Regions from separate parts of the Xenopus tropicalis genome. Here region 2 is linked to region 1. Evidence: chromatin contacts called from public Hi-C data. All regions are on one chromosome and are shown on one strand. The core of a region is the stretch at or near the end of the contact, and the rest is flanking DNA. Distances in the headings are between cores, read along the strand shown. Region 1 has its middle 49 kb from the start of spry1. Region 2 overlaps spry1 (sprouty RTK signaling antagonist 1).

Region 1 (7,397 bases), core at 1,443-3,942:
CCACCAAAATGGACAGGCTTATTCAGTGGCAAGACTAACTTTGTCAGTGATACAGGGAACAAGTAACATGATCACACATGCATACTCACACACACATATATTTGTATGCAAATTCCCCATAGTGTTGTGTACCTTGAGTGTGCATGCCTCATTGAACTGAAAAATGCATGGTCTGTTTCTTTTGTCTTGTCCCTTACCTTGACTGAAATTTTAAGCCGTACAGCTCACTGAATTTTTAAAGGATTACTTCACCTTCAAAATTAACTTTAAGTGTGATGTAGACAGTGGCACTTTAGCTCAAGTTTTCAAATGGTTGTTATATTATTTTTGTGTTTCTTTTTTAATTATTTAACTTTTTGTGCTTCAGTTTCAACTGCTAACTTGCTCAGATCCCAGTTACCCTATCAAACAGGATTTGCTTTGAAAGTCAGAATAGAAGATGAAAAGGAAAGGCAATAGAATTGTCACTGTAGAAATGTAGCCTCCCTGAGATCAATGTTTTGGATGCCAGGGTCAGCTGAATAGAAGCAGAATAGAAAAGTCACAATAAAAAACATATCAAATGAAGACCAATTTGGTAAGAATGGGACAATCCATAACATTCTGGATAAAAAGTTCAAAGTTTTCCCAGGTGCAACCAACAAGCTGCCTTTTTGCAAGCAAGAAAAAGGAAATGCTACCTGCTGATTGGTTTCTAAAAGTGACTAGACCTATAGCAAACTTTCCACCTTTATTACCTTACCTCAGGGATCCTCAACCTTTTTTACCCATGAGCCACTATCAAATGTAAAAGGTGTTGGGGAGCAACACAAGCATGAAAAAAAAAATTCCCGGGGGTGCCATATAAGGGCTGTGATTGGCTATTTGGTTGCCCCTATATGAACTGGCAGCCTACAGGAGGCTCTGTTTCACAGTACACCTCTGGTTTTTATGCAACCAAAACTTGTCGCCAAGCCAATAATTCAAAAATAAGCATCTGCTTTGAGGCCACTGAGAGCAACATCCAAGGGGTTGGTGAGCAACATGTTGCCCCTGAGCCACTGGTTAGGAATCAGTGACTTACCTTAAGTTAAGCGTAAGGTGAACTACTCATTCAGACCATACAGCTACATGAAATGTGCAACTAGATTTCATTTGTAACAAAGTTAGTTAAATGAATGGCAATATGGATACACAATGGCACCACAAGGAACCCTGTTCAGATAGGAAATATTGGTTTCACCCTGTAGCTAACAGTACAAAATGTAGAATGTCAGTGCCCTAAGAATGCCAGGAAGCAGAACAGCAGCACCCACGTACACCCCTGTGCCTGATAGATGCTCTGTGGATGCATTTTTTGCAAGGTCAAGGAGTTTGTACATTCTCCCCAAGTTTTTATGGCTTTCTTTCAGGTTCTTCATCCACACTTCAAACTAAATTGTCCCTACTGTGTATATATGTGATAGAGACCTTAAATTATAAGCTCCACTGGGGTGAATCATGTATAATTTCCGTAAAGCTCTGTGGAAATGTATCAGTGCCATACAGATAAGGGATCTGTTATCTGGAGACCCCTTATGCAGAAAATTCCGAATTACAGGAAGACCATCTCCCATAGACTCCATTATAAGCCAATAATTCAAATTTTGTAAAAATGATTTTCTCTGTAATAAATAAACAGTACCTTGTACTTGATGCCAGTTAAGATATAATAAATCCCTTTTTTAATGTTTAAATCATTTTTAATAGACTTAGGGCATGGAGATCCAAATGACAGAAATCCCTTATCCAGGAAGCACCAGGTCCCGAGCATTCTGGGTAATAGGTCCCATACCTCTATCAAAAGCAGAAAATAAATAAATATTTGAACACACTATGCTCTCCTTAGCAAACCTATGGGGCTGCTTAAGCTTAGCCTTTATAAAAGATGGAACCACAGTAGTCAATGATTTTTGCACCATAAAAATGAATAACAGCTATTTTAAAATAAAAGTTTTCATATACACATTGTTTGTGGGTTGTAGCTGTAATTCTGTTACACTTACTTTATAATTAATTCAGGAATTCATAATATCCTGGAGACATCAGTTTTCTAACACAAAAACATTTTGAACCCCTTTAACCTGTCGGGTGCTGGGATTTTCAGGCTGATCCCCTTCATCTGAAATGCTGGGAGTTGATGCCACATGATGAACACAGAACACCCTAAGGCAGAACTTTCTGATTTTAGAACTAATGCTTCCTGCAGATATAGTAAGGGTTAATTCTGTGCATGATGAATATTATTAAACACGGAGCATTTGCACAGCTTGTCACTGTTGTCTAAGGTCTCTCCTGCTTTTTGTAGAATGGGTTTGTAAAGGATTTAGGTACAACTTAAAGACTAAATACGTGATTAAATATCCCGTTAGTCACAGAAGACAGAGGTGCCTGCAGGTGACCCTAAACTCACCAGCTTTATCTCATACTTTAGGTTTAACATTCTAAAGTGCTTCCTTGAGGTCAAGAAAGGGTTAAACACTCTTTCCCAGACAATGCCGTGCAGAGAAACCTTCCTTCCTTCTGCATGTTCTGCCTGGCTAACTAAACTAAATGGGCCTAACACTCCTGTTGCAGCAGGCAGACTTGACCAGAGTTAAAACCAACAAAGGCACTTTCTGGTGGGTGCTTGTGAAATGCCGGGCACTGAATCAACAAGCAGAGTTCATTGACATGCAAATGAAGCTATGTACTCAGCAACACCTTCATTGCCCTTTTTGTCAACCTCCAGCTCCTGGAATCCAGTTCTGGAGCTGCTTCACTGATTTATTGTTTAAAAGGCACAATACGAGGCTGTTGATTAAAAAAGAAAATACATAAGGAGTGTTTTATTGCATTAATAAAGGCTTAATACCAGCTCAGTACTACAGAAGCTCTTCGAAGACATAGGGTTACCAACACCAATCTTTAAAAAGCCAGGCCTCCGTCAGGTTTCCCGAATATATGCAAAGGTTTTTGTTAGGTCTACATAATTCTGAAATAAGGTAAATATGCTCATTCATATTTATAAAATTCTTCTGCAGCTATTCTTGTCTCCCACTTACTATTTGGCGTGAACAAAAATATATCACAAAGGCAGCCTGTGCTTTAAAGGAGAAGGAAAGGCTAAGTCACTTGGGGGTGCCAAATGTTAGGCACCCCCAAGTGACTTTAATCGCTTACCTTTTACCCCAGACTGGTGCCCCTGTTAGGAGAAAACAGCACCAGCCCAGGGTACCTGTAGCGAGTGCTTCCTCCTTCCTTTTTCTTCTGCCAGCGAAATCCGCGGGCCGGCGCATGCGCAGTAGAGTGAAACGCCGACTTCTCTGTTCAAAGTTCGGCTTTTCACTCTACTGCGCATGCACGCGCAGCGAACAAGGAAGGAGGAAGCGCTCGCTGCTACCCCGGGCTGGTGCTGTTCTCTCTGTACAGGGGCACCAGCCCGGGTAAAAGGTAAGTGATCTAAGTCACTTGGGGGTGCCTAACATTTTGGCACCCCCAAGTGACTTAGCCTTTCCTTCTCCTTTAACCTTGCCCATGGCAGGTTTAAAGTATAACACTCTCTTGCATCTCTGCCCACTGTGCCTTGTGCCTAGCACTTTATTTACATTAATAAGTGCAATGGGTGCAACGGCCTAAAAAATGTAAGTGCGTCTACATTATGTATGGCTTTTCATTCTCCTTTTTTTTCCTGTACAAATACGTACTAATAATGTATCTGTGTATGCTGATCACACAAAATGATGTAGGACAACTTAATTAATTCATGGTGTGGCATCCTCGCACAGGATCTGGGCAAACTGGCAATCTGGGCAAATGATTCAGAGATAATAAATGTAAGGCTTAAAAATATAAATGCCACTTATTCCCATAATGTTAGAAAAAATTAAGTTAGAAAAAACTTTAATGGAGATGAAACAGCTGTAACAAGCAATGTCAGTCAGCAGCAAGAAAGGCCAACAAGGTATTGTCCTGTATTGAGTCATTCTTACCCTTTACAAATCACTGATGCTCTAATAAAGGTTATGGAAGGTCTCAGTTAATGAAAAGGTTGGCTAAGATGGAAAGGATTAAACAGGAGAAGAGATGTTTAAGGGTGGTTTGATACTATGTATAACTACATAAGGGGCAATACCTTATTTACCAATAAATCATTCCAGAAAACACGAGGGGAACCCCTTGAGATTAAAAGAAACAAAGGTTTTTTTAGTTTAGTTAAGTCCTTGGAAAATCAAACCATTTCCAAAAATCTCAATATCTAAATCTAATCTTTAAATATAAAACGTGACATTATTATCTTATTAAGAAAGGTATTTAGATGTATGGTTGCACATTTTCTATAACAGACATCATAAACTGAGCTCTTATGGTGAAGCCGTGATTGGCAGGGCAATAGCCAAAATGCTGCAGCTCGTCCCATTTTTTTTCATTCTGCACACATTCACGCTCCCAGAATTTCTCAACTATGTTTGTCTCTGAACAGGGTTGTGGATCACCCAAGGGCCAATGACCGCTTCCCTGTAGTTGCTCACCTGGTAATAGTATGCAGTTTACAAGACTGAGCCACAACCTGATGTTTTAGAGAAGGAACATTAAAAAATGCCTTAAAAATAAAAAAACAAAAAATAAAACACCAACTTCATTTTCCTAGATTTTAGATTTATTTGAAATGACATATTTTTATTGCACAATTCATAACATTTTCTGATGCCTTTAATAAAAAAAATGTAGTTCTGTTCTGTAAGGCTCTGAACATGGGATTTTAGATTGGACCTTGGATTCAGACTGGCTTTCAGATTGGATCTTGGACCACTGTGACATGATGCTAGAATCTCTACCATAAAGCATAACTGCTGCTTTGTGAGACAAGGAAATTAGTCTTAACCATTTGATTGCACTTCCTTGTGCAAGCACAAAAATGACAATAATGTTTTAAAATGTAAATACATCATTATTTTCATAAGTACCCTTCTTTTCTAAACATTACAGATTGATTTCAGGCACAATCAAACTTTATTTTTTTATGATATTATCCCTTTAAGAATTATATGATGGGGAGAATATTATTGGGTGATTGAATAAATACAGATAAGGTCAAGGTCCAATGCCATAAATATGTACAGAGCAAATTAATTTCTGAAGGAACCTCCCTTATTTGAGCAGCAAGCATGTACTCAAAGAAACAAGATAACCTAGGAAATGGAACTCATTTATCTAGACAGCATATCAAATTGTGCAAGAAAACAATGAGCACAGCGATATCATATTGCTTTTCTATTATTACCTATGTGCAATACAACAGAATTTACGTTGTAATAGAAATGCAGTTATTCACGAGAGGAAGGCATTGCTTAAACCTTACACGAAACTCCAACTTGAGTAAGGTGGATAGAAGCTCTCTGTGTTGACAGGGCTATAGAGTTTTTTTCTGAATTATCAAATTTATCCAGTATGGCTTGGCTGCTGGACATTCATTCTACCAGTTTTACCAATCATAGGTATAGGCAAATCTAAGAGACCTTGTGAACAGGGCATGAGGAACTCTTTACCCTCTTAGAATTGCTCAATAGATTTGTGCCTTATTAGGTATGGAAATGCTGCATACAGAAAGCGATAGTTGGACAGTATATAAAATAGTATTAAACAAGGAAGATTCACAGCTTTGTCTAATGAAAGAGCCATTACAGTATAAAATAAAGACTGTAACCAGTGGCTGGTGTAATAGTAATAAATAAATCACACAAATAAATAATAAAAGATAATAAATGTAATAAATGATCGCACAAAAATTATTCTTTCTTACAAATATTTAGTTGTTCTGTCCTTTCAATATGAAGTGGAAATATAGAAATGTATACGGCTGCTAAATTGATAAAGGATATGAGTAACTATGACACAGTTGATGCTGAAATGGACATTTAATCCATTTAACAAGGCGGGGCGATTTCGGGAAATCGCCGAAAAAGACTCGCGAGTCTTATTATTAGGGTTGTCATCTGTTCAGTCTGTTCAGACAAACAAATTTGATATTCCAATCACTTTTGTCATTAAGATTTTTTTTTAATTCCTTCTGATATATTACAGATTATTTCTGTGGGTTGGCATATCTGGGCAGTGGCTGAGGGCGTAGGTTGTGCTTCTGGCTATGCTGACAGATAGAGGTTCTATGCAGAACAGTACCATTTTCTATCAGTGCTCCAAGATTGTTTAATGCTCTTGTAGCTGGAAAAATAAACTTGTTAGAACACTGTTAGGTGCATGTACCCAAGTCTGGAAGTGAAATAAAGCTGGAAAGCCCTACATACACAACAGCACTGTGGGTTTTCTGCTGCAGCAACAAGTAAGGAACAATCCTTAACAAATACAGTTGGGACTAGACTGAGTTTAGCCACCTGGTAGACATGACTCAGCTTGAAAAGCCAGGTTCTGAGACAGGCAGTAAGTAGACCAAGGCTTGCAACTAAGATTCACAGCCAAGGGACCATGGTCAGAGCAGGCAGCAAAAGCAAAATCCACATAGGGCCATAGACAGCAAAAAATCAAACAGGTAATAATGGGAACAACCCCTTGCCGTGGCTAGCTGCATTCCAAAGCAGAACATAATGCCAACTTCAAAAATTGTTTTCAACAGAACAGAAGGCACACTGAAACAGCCGCCAACTTAGCCCATCTAGACCAAGTCAGCAGCTCAGCAGCCCAGATGATGCCTGATGATTAGTCTCCCTCCTAACTGATCTGGATGAAAATTAGCCAGATTTGGATTGGGCAGGTTTGAAAGTTCAGAAAGTTCTGCATCTCCCCACAAAACCTTTAAAAGCATCTTGTGCACAGGATGGTGGGGGCACTAAACCAGAGGGGTAACACTGAATGCAGGGCCCAGTGTGGTGTATAGGAATATGTATGTAAACATAAGTGGGGCAGTAGTGACCTCATAAATCTAACTCCTGGTCAGGCTAAAGAATTATATTGGCTATACAATTAAAAATACAGATTTGTATGCTACACTTCACCCCAATTTTTTTTTCTAGGTGATCAGGATGCTTCCACATCATTTTTAAACTGGCGTCTGATAAAACCGACTCAAATGTATATATTGAGTAAAAGAGAAGGCTCACTTTAATCAAACTGCATTTTGGTTGTTGTGGAACACCGCATACCTGAAAAGACATGAATAATAATGGGCTAAGCAGAAAAAACACCAATTTTTTTCTAGATGATAACATCAACTGGGGGACAGGTGAAGATTACCTGCGTCAGTGGAAATGAGCAACCACTTTAATAACTTCAAAGAAATATTGCATATTTTTCCTCCTGTATGCAAAGTCACTGCTGCAGTTTTTCCAAGAAATGCAGCCAAGCACAGTGGTGGCAGGCTATGAAATACACACAGTGCTAAACAG
Region 2 (7,397 bases), core at 2,795-5,294, 43 kb after region 1:
AAAACATCTCCATTAAAGTTGATTCTTCTAAACAAAACTGTCTAACAAAAAACAGCTTAGTTTCTGAGTTCAGCTCAGTCTTTTCAGCATCTAAAATGTGTGGGGGATTTCCAGGCAGAAGAAGGCATTGCCATTTCAACACAGAATTTAGTCCCTCGAGGGGCACAGGGGGCAGGGCAAATAATGTAGGCCTCTTGGGTTTATTCAATATTTAAATTATTTTTACCACCACTTAAGTTATGATGATCCAAATTATGGAAAGATCCCTTATCCAGAAAACCCCAGGTCCTGAGCATTCTGGATAACAGGTCCCATACCTATATATATTTATAAGACATAACTAAAATGCTGTCATTTGGGGACCTGTGGTTAGCGATCAGCTCTACTATAAATAAGGTATATTTTTACATTATTACAAAAAGTTAGTGAAGTAAAAAACTGCAGTGGTGTAACTACCAGGGGGGCAGGACATGTGATAGCACCCATGCCGAACCACCATGTGGCACATCAGAGAAGGGACAGCTGTGAGACTGAGGACAGATCTTTAAAGGTGTTCACGCTTACGAACATGCACGTGTCTAGGTGGGATCCGGTGGGGGGGCCTGGTGCAATATCTGTGCAATTTTATACTATGAAACCAGGACTTCCAATAGAAAATTTGCCTCTTGATCCTAGTTTAAGAAGTCCCCCTATGACAAAAGAATCTATGAAAGATATTGATTAGCAGAGCCCTTAATATTATATGGTCCCCCCTACAAGGGTACCACCTGTATGCCCTTGATGGCTGCTCTGCACAAAACAATTCAATAACACGACCATTCATTTTGAGGACTAAATATCACTTTAGAAACAAGTGTTTGCTTATTACAGTAAAAATACACAACACTGTAAAACAGGTTATTTGCACTCGGAAAGCACAGAGAAGGTGGAAAAACGCTTTCATTAGCAAATGGAAAATTCAACATACAACATATTACAGGTCACAAAATCTGAATTGTGGAGACTTAAAACCCCTGTACGAATAATTATATTACATTTCACACTCTGGTTGGGTTCCCTCCCTCAGCGATGTTGGGGATGTACAGTATTATCATATAGAAAATATGTAACCTTCTAGTCATTATAAGAATAAATAGCAAAGATTTTCAGTGGAATAAAAACAACAACATTTATTGGCTCAACGCGTTAGGAGATTAGGATGCACCTGGTCATTGTTTGGTATAGTATGCTTTTCATATAAGTTATGTTTTTGTTAATTTGAGCCAATAAATGTTGTTGTTTTTATTCCACTGAAAATCTTTGCTATTTATTCTTATACTGACTCAGGACTTATTCAGTGGGATATAACTAGTAGATTCCCTTTCTGAAACCTATTTACTATTTATAACCTTCTAGTCATTGCAGTACTACTACACCCAGCAGCCAACATATAAACGGGCCCTCGGACTTCTGGTAGCGCAAAGATTGCCAACCCCGATATAGGTGGTTATGAATAATAATAGCAACATTTTGTTCCTGGTAAAGGATCTCCTTTATGATTAAAAAAACATAAACCAAAACCTCTATATTAAAGGTAGTCATGCTCAAACTTGGGTCCTCGGGTGTTCCTTGGCTCCCAACATGCTGTAAACCATGATACGATGATGCCAATTGTATAGTTTATAAAAGAAAATGGGGGCCAAACACCTCAGAATGTGCATCTTCTACAGTGTCGGACTGGCCTACCAGGATACCAGGAAAACTCCCGGTGGGCCCAGGTGTCAGTGGGCCTCTTGCTTCTAACTATTTGGCCTATTTCATGGTCATTCCCTATTTCTGTATAGGAACAAAGAAGCTTGATAGCTGGAAGAATAGAGTATAGTATGTAGAAAAAAAAGAGACCATGTTAATAAAGAGTTTGAAGGAGGAATTAAAGTTTTGTGAATGGGCCTATGGTCCGGGGTTTTCTGGACTGCCATCTCAGTCCGACACTGATCTTCCATCTTCCTAACTGTGAGCGGAAGAATAACCTTGTACTTATATATACAGTATATATATATAACAGGAATTTTTTTAAATGTTTGCTGAGGTCAAGGTAGTCTCCATACTTTCCAATAGCCAGTGCTGACAGGGAGATTTTCCATTTTTTAGGGTTTTCCACTTCACCAGGTAAAATACTTAAAATATAATAATCCCCTATAGAGCCCAGTGGAGGGATATTTTTAATGTAAAGCTGGGTATACACATTAAGTATGCTCTATGGCAAGGTTGCCAAATTAGTGTTTGTTTCTTAAGTTGGCCACTCACACACTGGGCTAAGTCAGGCTAAGTAAATCATTTGGCCCCCATGCCAATGACTGGATCATAATGGAAACTGTCAGGGGAGGGCTGTTTCATCATGCCAGTAAGTTTGATGGAATTTTCTTCCTTGTACAATAGATAACCAGATATTGGTTCAGCAGGCTGTTGCAATGGCCTTATACACGTGCCAATAAGCTTCCAAGACAGCACCTTTTCACGGCTTATGTATGATCACCTTTAGATGGTGCTGAAACTTAAAAAAATGCCTTTACAGAGACATCCAATATGGAGGCTCCTACTTATAGGATCAGATGCATATAAGTCATGTTCTCTTTATACAATGCACTTCACCATCATCGTTTATTACATATATAATCTAAAAATAAAGGAAACTTTCAAAGCAGGCAGCTTCTTGGGTAACAGAACTCTCTATTTCAAAATCCGACACCCCAGGGTTTAAATTGTAGCAAAAATTATTAGCAGAAAAATAAGCCTACAATAAAAAAAAAGAGGGAACCAGTGTGATTGTTTACATACATGGTAGCACGCTCCAAAAGCTTTCAGCACATCTGTGTTAAGAATGCTAAAAAAAATGCCAGTTTGGAGTATCAGAAAAAAAAGGTATTCTATAAACACTTAGTAAACTTTTATTAGATTTTATTTTTAGGTTTGCACTTTACGTTAAGAAGCAGGCCAATCTGTGCTACTGGCAGGTTGAGTTACTGGGTAATTATATCACTTTTTCCACATTTCTTCTGTGGCGTCCAGAGCAGCTGTATTTTGAGACCGTGATTGCAGGTTCCTCAGGTGCATACAAGTATAAACAGAAAGCCCTAAGTCTTATATGAAAAACCTTCCATTCTAAATGAAAAGCCAACTCAGTGATGTCACCAGAAAGAATTCAGAGGCTGCCCCATCGCTGAATAGCCTGGATTGAGCTGAAAATGGTTAAAACTAAACTGTAAATACCAAATAGATTTATATACTGGCATATAGACAAGGGAAACTCTAAATGCTATTTTGTTAGAAAAAAATTCCTACCAAAATACACAAACCCTAAAAAAATGTCATATCTGAAATTTAGTTTTATAGAAACCCAGAAAATCTGAACAAAAATGTGCAAAAGTGCAAAAATGGAATATATACATTAAAATAAAATGAATTCTGACGCAAACACAACAGGTATGGATTCCATGTGGATTCACGGAAAAAAGTTCAAAAACAAGTCAATAGTCAGAGGAAGATTTGTTAGTAAAACACGGGGGTTTTTTTTACACTTTTTATGAGGTTTTTTTTTAAGGCTGAATACTCTTTTGCTTGTGAAAAATCAGAACATTTAAGTGCCGTATATATGAAAGCTCTGAATATGCGATAGTGCAGATATTTGTTTTTGTCAGTGGAGTGAAAGAAGCCATTGAAATTGCTTTTATTATTTCCTGCTGTGTCTGGAACTGGAAATTACAGCTTCCCGAGCAGGAAGTAATATGAAGCACAGGAGATAAATGCACAGAGCTCACCACCCTCCTCGCCTGCTAGAAACAAAGCCTATAGCTCCTCATGTATGTATATCTTTATTTCTAAAGCACTACTTATGTACGCAGCACTGTACAGTAGAATATACATCAACTTCTCTCACTCTATTCTAAAGAGGCTCAGAATGCATTTAATTAGTCGTCAAAACCGGGCCCTCCAGCTGTAATGCGTTATTGCGGGCTGCCTACGGAAACTGGGAGTTGTAGTTTACGCCAGCCTGAGGGATGTGCGTGTGACAACCCTGCTTTTAAGCAACACACAAAAAGGGGGGGGTGCTATTTTTTTTCCCTGTAACAAGAAAAAGCAGAGTTTCAACTTGATCTGAAAACTGGTTTGACATCAAATTCTCCAGGCCAGCTTGTGTATTTGTCGCCTCAGTAGACATGTTAAAGATATATGCAGGGATCTGATTATCTAAGCGCTTCTAAACTACTACCTAGTGAAATGTGATCTGTGCAACATGAGACGGGCAGCTCCACCCAGCTCACAGAATCAACAAATCCAGAAATTGTTCTGTGGCAAGAGAACTGATTACTCCACAGGCAGCAATTCATTAGGAAAAGGGCATTATTTGTGTTCAATTAGAATTCACTAAGGTATGCTAAGCAGCCCTTGGCAGAAAGTGGGAAACAAAACCCCCAACAACATACCTTTTCCAATCAAATCACCATCTGTTTATACTAATGCCATTATTTCCCAGGCCCATTTCCTGTAGCTTTCTCTGAAAGCAATTTACATTTGCAGGGATGGACTGACTTTAATGGCAGATGTCTTTACCTTAGCTCACCCCTTAGTGAAAAAACTCTCTATAAACTTCAATTTGTATACAGGAAAAAAAAAAAATTTCTGCTGAAGCAAATGCATGGCGAGGTTAGATAGGAAAAAAAATAGCCTATTGAAGTTGTGTCCTCAGGGAAGAGTCACACGGAATAGCCCTTGTGTTAAACCCTTGACCTCCAGTCTTCCCCTCCTACCCCCACAGGGAGTCAGGAGGCATTTTGCATTTTATTGTCAGGATATCCTGGCTTGCAAATTCCTTTAAAAAGGCTCCTGACTGTCAAAGTGATGGTAATAAAATACTTGTTTTTTTTATTGCCTACTTAAAAAAGGGAATGGAAAAAGTCATTTCTATGCAAAAATAGTTACGCACAAATAAATGAAATCAATGGAGCAAAAATAAAATACCCGAAAGGTATCAAAATAGAACAGTTATGCTTTTGCTGCTTGTAAGAGACTAATCCTGTAGCCACTAGCCTATAGCACTAAACCTATAAGCTTAAATTAAGTAGTAGGGTCAGCTTTTTCCACCCCAAAAAAGTTTACAGCCAGCTATACCTCTTATATAAGAGAATATTTCTTCTACATTCTAGAAATCATCCTAAAAAGCAATGGGTCCTAGTCCATCAATTTAAATCCACTGCTATAGCAGGATTATAATTCTGGGGTGCCCTGTATTTGCCCTTTATTTCTGGGTCATACCAGAATATTTTGCATTTTCCACCTTGGTTTTACTTTTAAAAATAAATTAAACCAAAGATTAAAAAATGATACAAAAAGAACTGAAAATTGGATTTGGAATTGTCCATATGTTCCCAAACCTCTGTTATTAAGAATATAGCCCCAGTTGATATATATACATTGCTCTCTGACTTGTTCTGCACAGATAAGCCTAGCTCCAAGCACTTCCTCATCTGCAACTATGCCAAAAAATGTTGCGACACTCAAAGGTCACAGTGGCATCTTTACAAAACTTAAAGTCCCCACTTCTCCCCAGGATGGCATTTTTCTGCCTTAACATGGATAGCAAACATTCTTCACATTACAAAAATAAGATGTTGAAAGTAATGTCTGGCTGTGCTTTGCTCGCACGCAATAATACAGCCATAGCTTGTAGCCTTAAAGGAGAAGTTCACATACTAATTAACTTTTATTATACTGAAGACATTCTGAGATAAGTTTGCAACTAGCCTGTTTTATGGTGTTTGATTTATACAGCCCAGGTCTAGCAACCAATCACATTTGTTCAAACAGCTGACCAGTAAACAATGGTTGGTTGTTACAAGTTACTAGACAATTTTTGTTACATTATCTCTATTTGTTTGGCTGTCTCAATAAAGGACCAACAGGAGAGTTCTTGAATTAAAAGATAAGTAGTTAAAAATGATCAGACCAATTAAATCCATTATCATAACAATATGCCTTGTTGCCTTGTTACACAGACAGCAAAGCACCCCCTAGTGAAGGAATATACACCACAGGCCTTTATTAATAAAAAGGCTAACCCTCCATGGTCCTAACAGTAATAGAAGATGTAGGAGTGTGAAGGTGAAGGTAAGACCAAAGCTGAATGCAACATGGCGTGCAATAAATGCAGGAGATATATAAAACAAAGACAAAAACATTTGTTTATCGTTAAAATACATTTTAATTAAATTAAAAAAAATCATTCTGAAATATATGCTACAGAGTGGAACAGGCCATATTGGTGTGGATATTGACTTCTGACAAAATAAAGAAATAACAGACACGTACTTATTAATTATTATATTTTTTCTGCATTATAGTTAACATACGTACTCTTCTGTGTCACCCCTTATTTCTCAGTAAGTATTGATACTTTGCTATATTCAGACGAGTAACATTTTTAACTGTCCTTTGTAATAAATATCATAAAATAATAGATTCACATAATAAATATTCTTTACAATAAAAAAAGTTTTAACAGACTTTTGTCTTAAAAATAGTCAATATTCAACTTTGTGATTTGTACATAAAATATACAAAAAATGCCTGGGTGTGACCAAGACATTTGAAAAAAAAAAAAAAAACAACACTTAAAATATAGGAAAAACACACAAAAGGAAAAAAAACAGGTCACCAGCAGGAAACTATTGGTTCCAAGGGTGAAAGAGCTTATTTCTTTAAGGCTACTGAATTGTCTGGCATATAAAGATAAACTATAGTAACAGAAACACTATAAAGGCAGCACTGGACAGTCTGAAGCCCTTCAGATGGTGTTAAATTACAATTCCCAGCAAACTCCACCAGGTGGGAAGTGAGTGCAGGGTGCTGTTGTAGTTCTACAACATCTGCAGGACTGCAAGTTACCCATAGCTGCAATAAGGCAAGCTTGGTGGTGTGCATGGGAGAAGTTTAAAACCCCAAACTGCAAAAGAAAATCCTTCAACATAGACACATCAATAGACCAATGTCACTGATGCTTAGAGACACACAGGCAACAGAAATGGAATGAGGAAAAGGAGGATGCAGCTCATACGGATTATCCCCCTGTACTGCAAGTTTAGGAAGAACTATCCCCATAGAGCCAGTGATAACACTGCAATCTGTAAGGCCCTGTAGGAGCTTCTATTTTCCAGAGACTGTGCCTTTCTGAATAGAGGCGCTATGTATGCATTTGGATATACAGAAGAAAAGAGACAGGGGGAGCTCGGACTAGACTTCTCCTGCTGTGAATAAGAGATAATTAAAAAAGAGTAAGAAAACAACCCCCCACCCCAAGTCACAAAACTAACCAAAAAGTAGGTTTTGTTAAAATGAAGATTTGCCATTAATGGCTACAGTCT

What was found. Hi-C and Micro-C count contacts between places; a contact is called where the count stands out from the background.
Region 2: a Hi-C map of neurula embryo shows a contact between it and region 1, with 1.8 times the contacts expected there. The contact joins two enhancer-like sites. A contact is called at or near these places in 4 of 5 Hi-C or Micro-C datasets (brain, gastrula embryo, neurula embryo and 1 more).

Annotation. Positions count from the first base shown.
Region 1 is chr1:65,613,924-65,621,320 of UCB_Xtro_10.0, forward strand. No RefSeq gene overlaps it. Among named protein-coding and RNA genes, the nearest start is that of spry1, 49 kb to the right of the region's middle. Within about 2 kb of position 2,693, at least 4 of the 11 cell types and tissues checked have an H3K27ac peak or open chromatin away from gene starts, as enhancers often do. A contact at or near this core is called in neurula embryo, where this site is marked.
Region 2 is chr1:65,655,182-65,662,578 of UCB_Xtro_10.0, forward strand. It overlaps spry1 (sprouty RTK signaling antagonist 1), which reads right to left. Exons shown (of 2, transcript NM_001006930.2): 2 at 6,215-7,397. Among named protein-coding and RNA genes, the nearest start is that of spry1, 7.5 kb to the right of the region's middle. Within about 2 kb of position 4,045, at least 3 of the 11 cell types and tissues checked have an H3K27ac peak or open chromatin away from gene starts, as enhancers often do. A contact at or near this core is called in neurula embryo, where this site is marked.